Linked DNA regions of Mus musculus: region 1 is linked to region 2. A link is a contact called in public promoter capture Hi-C data. All regions are on one chromosome and are shown on one strand. Each heading gives the region's core, a stretch centred on a gene start, on an enhancer-like site or on the middle of the called end of the contact. The rest is flanking DNA. Distances are from core to core; before and after follow the strand shown.

Evidence for each region. Capture Hi-C pulls out chosen DNA fragments and counts their contacts.
Region 1: a contact with region 2 is called in a promoter capture Hi-C map of pancreatic islet. The contact joins two enhancer-like sites. A contact is called at or near these places in 1 of 115 datasets of contacts at active chromatin or transcription factors (embryonic stem cells) and 2 of 9 other capture datasets (adipose tissue and pancreatic islet).

What each region holds. Positions count from the first base shown.
Region 1 is chr5:144,946,878-144,950,550 of GRCm38.p6, reverse strand. The region is part of intron 1 of Smurf1 (SMAD specific E3 ubiquitin protein ligase 1); the gene reads left to right. Among named protein-coding and RNA genes, the nearest start is that of Smurf1, 17 kb to the left of the region's middle. Within about 2 kb of position 2,385, at least 48 of the 459 cell types and tissues checked have an H3K27ac peak or open chromatin away from gene starts, as enhancers often do. A contact at or near this core is called in pancreatic islet, where this site is marked.
Region 2 is chr5:144,822,266-144,825,912 of GRCm38.p6, reverse strand. It overlaps Trrap (transformation/transcription domain-associated protein), which reads right to left. Exons shown (of 71, transcript NM_001081362.2): 45 at 3,097-3,222; 46 at 1,310-1,456; 47 at 492-694; 48 at 1-39. Among named protein-coding and RNA genes, the nearest start is that of Gm23995, 50 kb to the right of the region's middle. Within about 2 kb of position 2,227, at least 7 of the 459 cell types and tissues checked have an H3K27ac peak or open chromatin away from gene starts, as enhancers often do. A contact at or near this core is called in pancreatic islet, where this site is marked.

The sequences.
Region 1 (3,673 bases), core at 1,136-3,635, 120 kb before region 2:
GCCTTGTGTGCCACTGAAAAAGAGACTCTAGTGATGACAACACACCATTCATTGGAAGATATCAGACATGCCAAGTTATGAGTTGGTGGTAGATGGCGTATGGCTCCTTCCGACTTAAGGTCCTAAGAGTTGTTTGCATGTCACACATTAATGCCGTCTGTCCTCTGTGAGTGAGATCTCTTTCTTTTCTTTTCTTTGTACTAGACATTAGGTTTGGTCTTGTGAGTTGCAGTATTGGGAATTAACACGTTGACTTATCTTAGGGTTAGGTGACTGGGTTGGATGACACTCCAGACAGGCATGGGAACATCATTTGCTTTTCTGTAGTTTAGAAAAAAAAGATAGGTATATGAGCCATGTTTTCAGAAACTTGTAAGGATTGCGGATAGACCTGTTTGGAAGCTGAAGGCGGGGGAGGGGATGGTGCTGCCCATCACCTCTTTAGTGATTCAGGGTTGTTGGCAGAAAGCCTGCCCTGGAAAACTCCTTAGCTACCTCCAAACACTTGCAGCTTTGGAGAACAGTGGTGGTGTTTGGAAGCAATGTGTCGTAGTTGGGTTTCCACTGTGAGTTAAGCATGTGCTGTATGCTGCAGGGGCTGAGTGAGTCACAGGCTGCCTAGCAGCCGCTTAGTGTGGTGGAGTTGCTATAGGACATATTAAATGGTAAATATAGGCTGTCCTGGAACTCACCTGTAGACCAGGCTGGCCTCAAACTCAGAGATCTGCCTGCTTCTTTCTCCTGAGTGCTGGGATTAAAGGCGTGCGCCACCACTGCCCAGCTGGCACCATTTCTATTAAGAGCCTTGTCTGTTTAGTGCTGTGGATGGCTCCCAGATAAAACTACCTTTGTTTAGTCAGTGTCTCATTGTGTAGTTCTGGATGGCCTGGAATTTACAGACATCCACTTGTCTGCCTGAGAGCTGGGATTAAAGGCGTGTCCAAGATCTTTAAAAAAAAAAAAAAGATCAATTTCTTAGTGTTAGTATCGAACGATTCACAGGCGTTTTTTCGGGGGCCTGACCTACCCACTCCCTGCATTATTTGTGGCTTACTCCATTGGCTCTGAGTTGCCAGATTCTACTTTAAAGACAGCCATAGAAGGGCAGCTACTTTGTTGGGTTACTCTGTCTTGAGTACATATGGCATGTAAAGTATCTGAATTCTTAAAAAGACAGAATTTTACTGTGTATCCGAGGCTGGCCTGGAAGTATTGATCGTCCAGCCTCAGGGTCCTAAGTTTGGGGTTGCCAGGAATGCGAGACCATGCTCAGCTTGTACTGGAGTAGTATTTGAAGGTGTTGGCTATAATTTTATAAAAGGTGACTCCAGCATATGTGGTGACTTACGCTGTAGGTGGCCCTAGCATTTAAATGTGGAGACAGAGGGATCAAGGCCATCTTAACTGGAGGCTAATCTGGGCAATATAAGACCCTGTCCAAAACCTAACCAAACCAGCCAACCAAATAACAACAGCAACCCCCAAAACAATGTGTGTTTTATGTTTTAATGCATCCTGAAATCAAAGTGCCGCCTTTTCAAATACAGAGTCCGGTGGGGTTTACTTGCGGAGTTGTGTACAGGGCTCATCACAACAGGATTAGAAATAGACTTTACTTTAGGAAAGGAAGAGAAAAGGACACGTAATTTGAAATAAAAGGAAAACTGCTCTCCGTTGGGGGAGAGTTAACCAGCTGGAATCCCTTCCTGGTCACTGTGACCAGTGTGGCTTAGACTGAAGCGTCCGTCCGTCCGTCCGTCCCAGCAGGCTTTGCAGGGAGCAGGATGTTGCTGGTGCTGTCCCACGGGTTCAGCTCCAGCAGGGAGAGTCAGGCATTCAGTAGTTCTTACACCATCATAGACTGCGCTTTACTTAGAAAAAACAACTCATTAATCACAAGTGCACGTCTCATAGCCCGGGATTTGTTTTAGTTAGTGTTTTTAAATACACAGTGCCTGCCCATGATGGAGAAGGCTCCTGAGGGCCGGCTCCAGTCCCCAGGATCTTGCAGACAGGGGTGGAGCATGCTACTGGTCCCAGCCCTTGCCTTTTCAGGTAGCCCAGACAAAGGGGTAAAGTACATTTTTCTGCTTCAGGGTGTGCCTGAGCGGCTCAGTCAGACCCATGTCTTCTTTCCCATTTCCTGGTTGCTTTGCTGTTCTGTGGGACAATGATGATGTTACATGATCCAATTCTGTCATGGAGTACCCTGAAGCTGTGTCACAGTGAACACTCCCTCAGCCTGGGTCCCTTCAAGATCCTCTGGAGCCAAGGTGTTTGTTTCTTCCGTTCCATCCTTCCCTGCCAACTGGTACTGGGCACAGGCAAGGCAGTGCCAGCCAGGGAGCCAGCCCTTGTTACATTAATTTGTTCCTGTCACCTCAGCCCCTCCCAATTGATAGAGCTTGTTCCTTTTTGGCAGCTGTGAGATGTGTGATACTTTGGATGAACCCAGTTGAGATGATCTGATAGTTTGTTACAGAGCAGAGATCATCTGATGGAAGAGTAACAACTTTAAACAAACACTGAAGTCTTTCCCACAAATGGATATACACCAAGGGTGCTTTGTAATCAAACAAACAAACAAACCCCCCCCAACAAAAAAGCCTATCTACTTGTTAAAAATATAAAGAAGAAACAATAAGGAGTATTTTAATGAGGTTCAAGTCTTCATTCTTGAACATAATTTTTGTATTAGAATATGGAGTTGTCAGGTTATTTCTAAGGGAGGATGAGCATGGGAGCCGTGTCTGGGGGCTGGTTCCTTGCAAGCTGGACTCACAGGATGAAGGGGATTGGAAGGAGCTCCTGTGTGCTCCCAGTTCCATCACAGGGCAGAGGCGGGGGTGCTGACTAAGCTGAGAGCCATTGACAAGTGTTGGGTTGGAAGGGAGCAGCTGGTGGGTCTGAGCTCTTTGGCTGCTCGGGAAGTGACTCTCAGTGGGCAGTGGAAGGACGTAGATGGGCAGAGGGACCGTGCACAAAGTAGGAAGGGGTGGGGTGGCAGTGTAGGATTGGAGCAGGGAGGGGATTGGAAAGAAGGGACTCAGGTTTTAGCAAATGGGGTGGCTGAGAGGTAGGTCCCAGCACTAGAGGCCAGTGACCTGGCTCCTAACCTTGGCCTGGCTACCATCTAGCTATGGGGACTGGTAGGAAGGGCACACAGAGTCCTCACTTTGGCTGCTGTTGTTGCTGTGGTCGCTCGAACAGGAGCCTAGTGACAGTATGCTGTCTGCTGTCTAACGAGGGAATAAATTACCCCCTCCACAAAATAGGACTTGTCATGGTCCTTTGCTTCTGTTAGACTGTAGGCTGACAGTCTCTCAGGTGTTTTACGGGGACTTCTAAGTTGGCACCAAGTTAAAGCTAAATGACTTACAGTTTCTTCTAAAAGCCATTTGTTGTGGTGGAAGAGGTGGCACAGTGGTTAGTTAAGAGCACCACGGCTTTTGCCCATGTTGGGTAGTTCACAATCTAGTTAAGACCAGTGCCGGGAAATCTAGCACCTTCTTCTGGTCTCCATGAGCACTGCGCTCACATGTGCATACACACATAGACAAATGCATAATTTAGATCAAATATTTTCAAAGATTTATTTTACTGTTTTTAACACTGTATATGTATGTGGATGCATGCATATAATGTGGATTTGTTTTACTGTTTTTAACAATGT
Region 2 (3,647 bases), core at 978-3,477:
TTTCACAAGCAAGATTGACTTCTCCCGGAGCGTAGGTGTCTATAAAATTGGTTTCCCCAAAGAAAGTATCAATTACTTCTACTTGAAAAAACATAAATCCAAAAGAATTTCACAGCCATCTGCCTACTCTCCATGTCCCTGTTATTTTACCAATAACACAATCTTGACCTGGCTGACTCACAGCTGACTCCTGGGAAACAAGGCAGAGGTGCCCAAGCAGCCTTACATGAAAGTCCCTTACCTACAGCACTACTTCACAGCCCTCACCATTAAAGAATAAACATGCAAGGTTCATGTAACACTTTAACCAAAGAAAAGCCACTGTGAGAAGTCTAGCAGGTTAGTTCACTTGCCTGGCTCACCCCAGTGGCCCAGTAAACATCTCATCAAGCAAAGTTACATGGGCATGATACAACAGTTTCTTGTTCTACATGTTTCAGAAGGAAGAATATTCCTGGGTTCCAGACAGGGCAACCTTCCAGCCAGCTCACCTGATTGGCTGCCATCGGGGAATTATTCTTAACCCATTCTTCCACAATCTTCACCACAGCTCGGAGGATCTTGGCATCTGGGGACTTCTCAATGAGGGAGGTCAAGATGGTCTGGATGAAGTTCTTCCGCATCTCCATGCTCATCACCGCCAGACGAGTCTTCACAAGATCCAGGCTCAGCATCACCAACTCGCTTGTTCCAGCTGTGCCGAGGAAGAACAAATGCATGTGTCTGACCCTACAGATGCATTCAAAGGAGCTGCTGTCTGCAGAAAACAGCCACAAGAGCTGTGCCTTCCACGCTAAGCCTTTCCCCAGAAACTGGCATGCTGGGATTTGACGCCATCCCACTTCCTATAGTGGCTCCTGGCAAAGAGCCCTCCAGCAGCCTCGGCCATAGGAAAGGGGGATGACAAGAGCTGGTGGGACCTACACAGGGCACTTGGGTCCTCGGGAAACTCTCAGCAGCCATGGAAAACACAACACCCTGTGACTCCCCAACTCTCCTGTCAGGAGGAGCCTTGGCTCTGCTCTGGAAGCTGGCATAATTCTTCAGAAACAACTCTGAATGCTCAGTGGTGAAGGTTCACATCATATCTCCATTTTCAACTGCTTCTCATTCTTATACTCACAATTTTTAAACTTAATGTTTGGCCTGAGCAGCATTTTGAATTTAAACCTCTGTCACAAGAGCAAATCAACAGAACTTCATATTAACCCAAGTTCACGGCAATGTCCAAACACAGAGCCCGCAATGACAAGATGACCAACGAAGTCATCTTGCAGGTAGAGAAAGAACACCAGCCCTGGGCTGTCACCTGCGGTTGCTTCGGTGCTCCCGGATGCTGTCTGTGGATTTAGATGCTCTCGGACCATCTTCTGTAGGGAGCGCATGAAGACAGAGATGAGCCTGTCAATGTAGCTTGGGTTGTTGCAACAGGCTGACTTGAGGATCATAAGTGTTCCTGCAGAGCAGGAATAGCAGTTATTTTACAAAGAAATAGCTGTGCTGGAGAGACAGTTCAGCCAATGTGGTGCTTGCCTAGCTAACCCAAGGACCCAAGCCTGATCCCCAAAACTCAGATGGGATGACACACAATGTCTAAGTGTCTGCCAAGAATTGATCTTTCACTAGGAATGTCTTCAACATCATCTTGACCCTGACAGAACATGAACTCTACTCCTGGGTTATATGACAGGCCCATCAGAGGGCATCTGCCATTTGTACAGGCCATCATCTCAGGTGTGGACAATTCAGGCTGCCCTTGTTAAAGTCTGTTTCTGTATAGCAGCCATGGCACAGCCAGGCTGATTTTAACCCAGATAATTTTGATCCATGATGAAAATGAGATGTGCCTTACTGTGCTGTCCTCTAACAGTGTCAGAGCTGAGTCCGCCAGACAAGGAGAACCTTGGCACAGCCAGCTCCCTCAGCACCCATCACTGTGGGCCACCCTAGCCTGCTGTTACCCACAGAGGAGGAAGACAAGGCCCATGGGGTCAGCTCTTCTCTGAGCACCGTGGATAATGAATACAACAGACATGTTCCTTTACCCTAGGATGGGGGCCACAACACCCAAGAGAGCCGTGTTGACACCACAAAAGCCAATCAGCTGGCTCTCGCAGCCAGGTGTGAACAGGGTGACAGCCTAATTAAACCAAACACACTTGGGCCCTGAGTTGCAGTGAGCAAACAACCAGTTTTGGCAAGCAAGGGGTTTTTACAAAATTAATAGCAGAATGATTGAGACTGCGGTTAGACAGCAACACTTTCACAGCCAGGGTGACTTATGTATGCTCCTATGTAGAGAAAACAATACACAGGCGCTGAGAGCTCAACAGTCTTCTTGTACAAGACTCGCTTCGCTTTCCAGAACAGCTGCTGAACAAGTGTCCCTTCTTACTCTAGGGGATACTGACGCCTCTGGCCTCCATGAGGCACATGCATGCGTGTGCACACATAGTGAATCAAACAGTCTGCCGGGGTGGTGGGGCTTGCTTTTCATGCTAGCACTCAGGAGGCAGAGGCCAGCCTGGTCTACAGAGCAAGTTCCAGGACAGTTAAGGCTACAAAGAGAAACCCTGTCTTGGAGAAAAAACAAAACAACAAAAGCCCACTGAATAAAAAAGAAAATTATATACACCAAACTATTAGTATTTATTACAAGAGGCTTATCAGTAACTGTCACTTCCCAAGTTTTACACGAGAATGTAATATGGGAGGGAAAAAAAATGTATGAGACCAACCCAATTCTGAGCCTAAATGTGAACTAGTATGACAAGGGGCAAGGTGCCTCTTAACTTGGACTTCAGGGTACCTGGGACGGTTATCCAGCTGCTGGTCATCTAGCTGACTGATGAGTGGACATGACCCAGGGGCAGCAATTCCCTGACCAGTGCACAGGCAACTCTCTTCAAACCAAGTCTGCACTGGGGCTGAGCAAAAGACTCAGAGAATTCTTTCTGGACAAGTGATAGACAGAATACCAAACTCCAAGAAGACAGCCCATCAGCCTGAAGGGCCTGGCAGGTTTTCCCATGACCGCTGTCCAGTGAGCAGGGACCACAGCCCAAGCCACTTCTGGGGAACCACACAGGTGCTCACCGAAGAGCTGGGAGGGGTTGGCGCTGGTGGCCTTCTCGTAGTTAGTGAGGCCTTCGTAGATGACCTTCCCCACGGCCGCATAGAGGCACTCCAGCTCCTCATACTTGGAGGCCACGCTTGATGTGCCTGTAACACAGGGCAGGGAGCTGGGTTAGCAGCTGCAGGCTGTGGAGCGTGCAGCGGTGCCTTTCCTCTGCCACGGGACAGTCGCACATCATCTTTGGATTGGCTGTTTGACACCATTAAGGGCAGCTCTAAGTACACTTTGTCAGAACATGAGCAATCTCAGACTGCTTGGTATGATACTGTGACCTAACTTCCTCTCTATGAACACCTGAAAGGAAGCCATCCACACAACACAGTGCAGGACCAGTACCTTTTCAAGTCAAATAACGTTTTAAAACAGAGACAGAAGGGCTGGTTATGGTGGTGCATGTCTTTAATCCAGCACTCAGGAGCCGTAAATAGGCAGATGTCTGAGAGTTCAGAACTAGCCTGAGTTAACATATTGAGACCCTGTCTTAAAAACAAAACAAAAAGCCAGGCGTGGT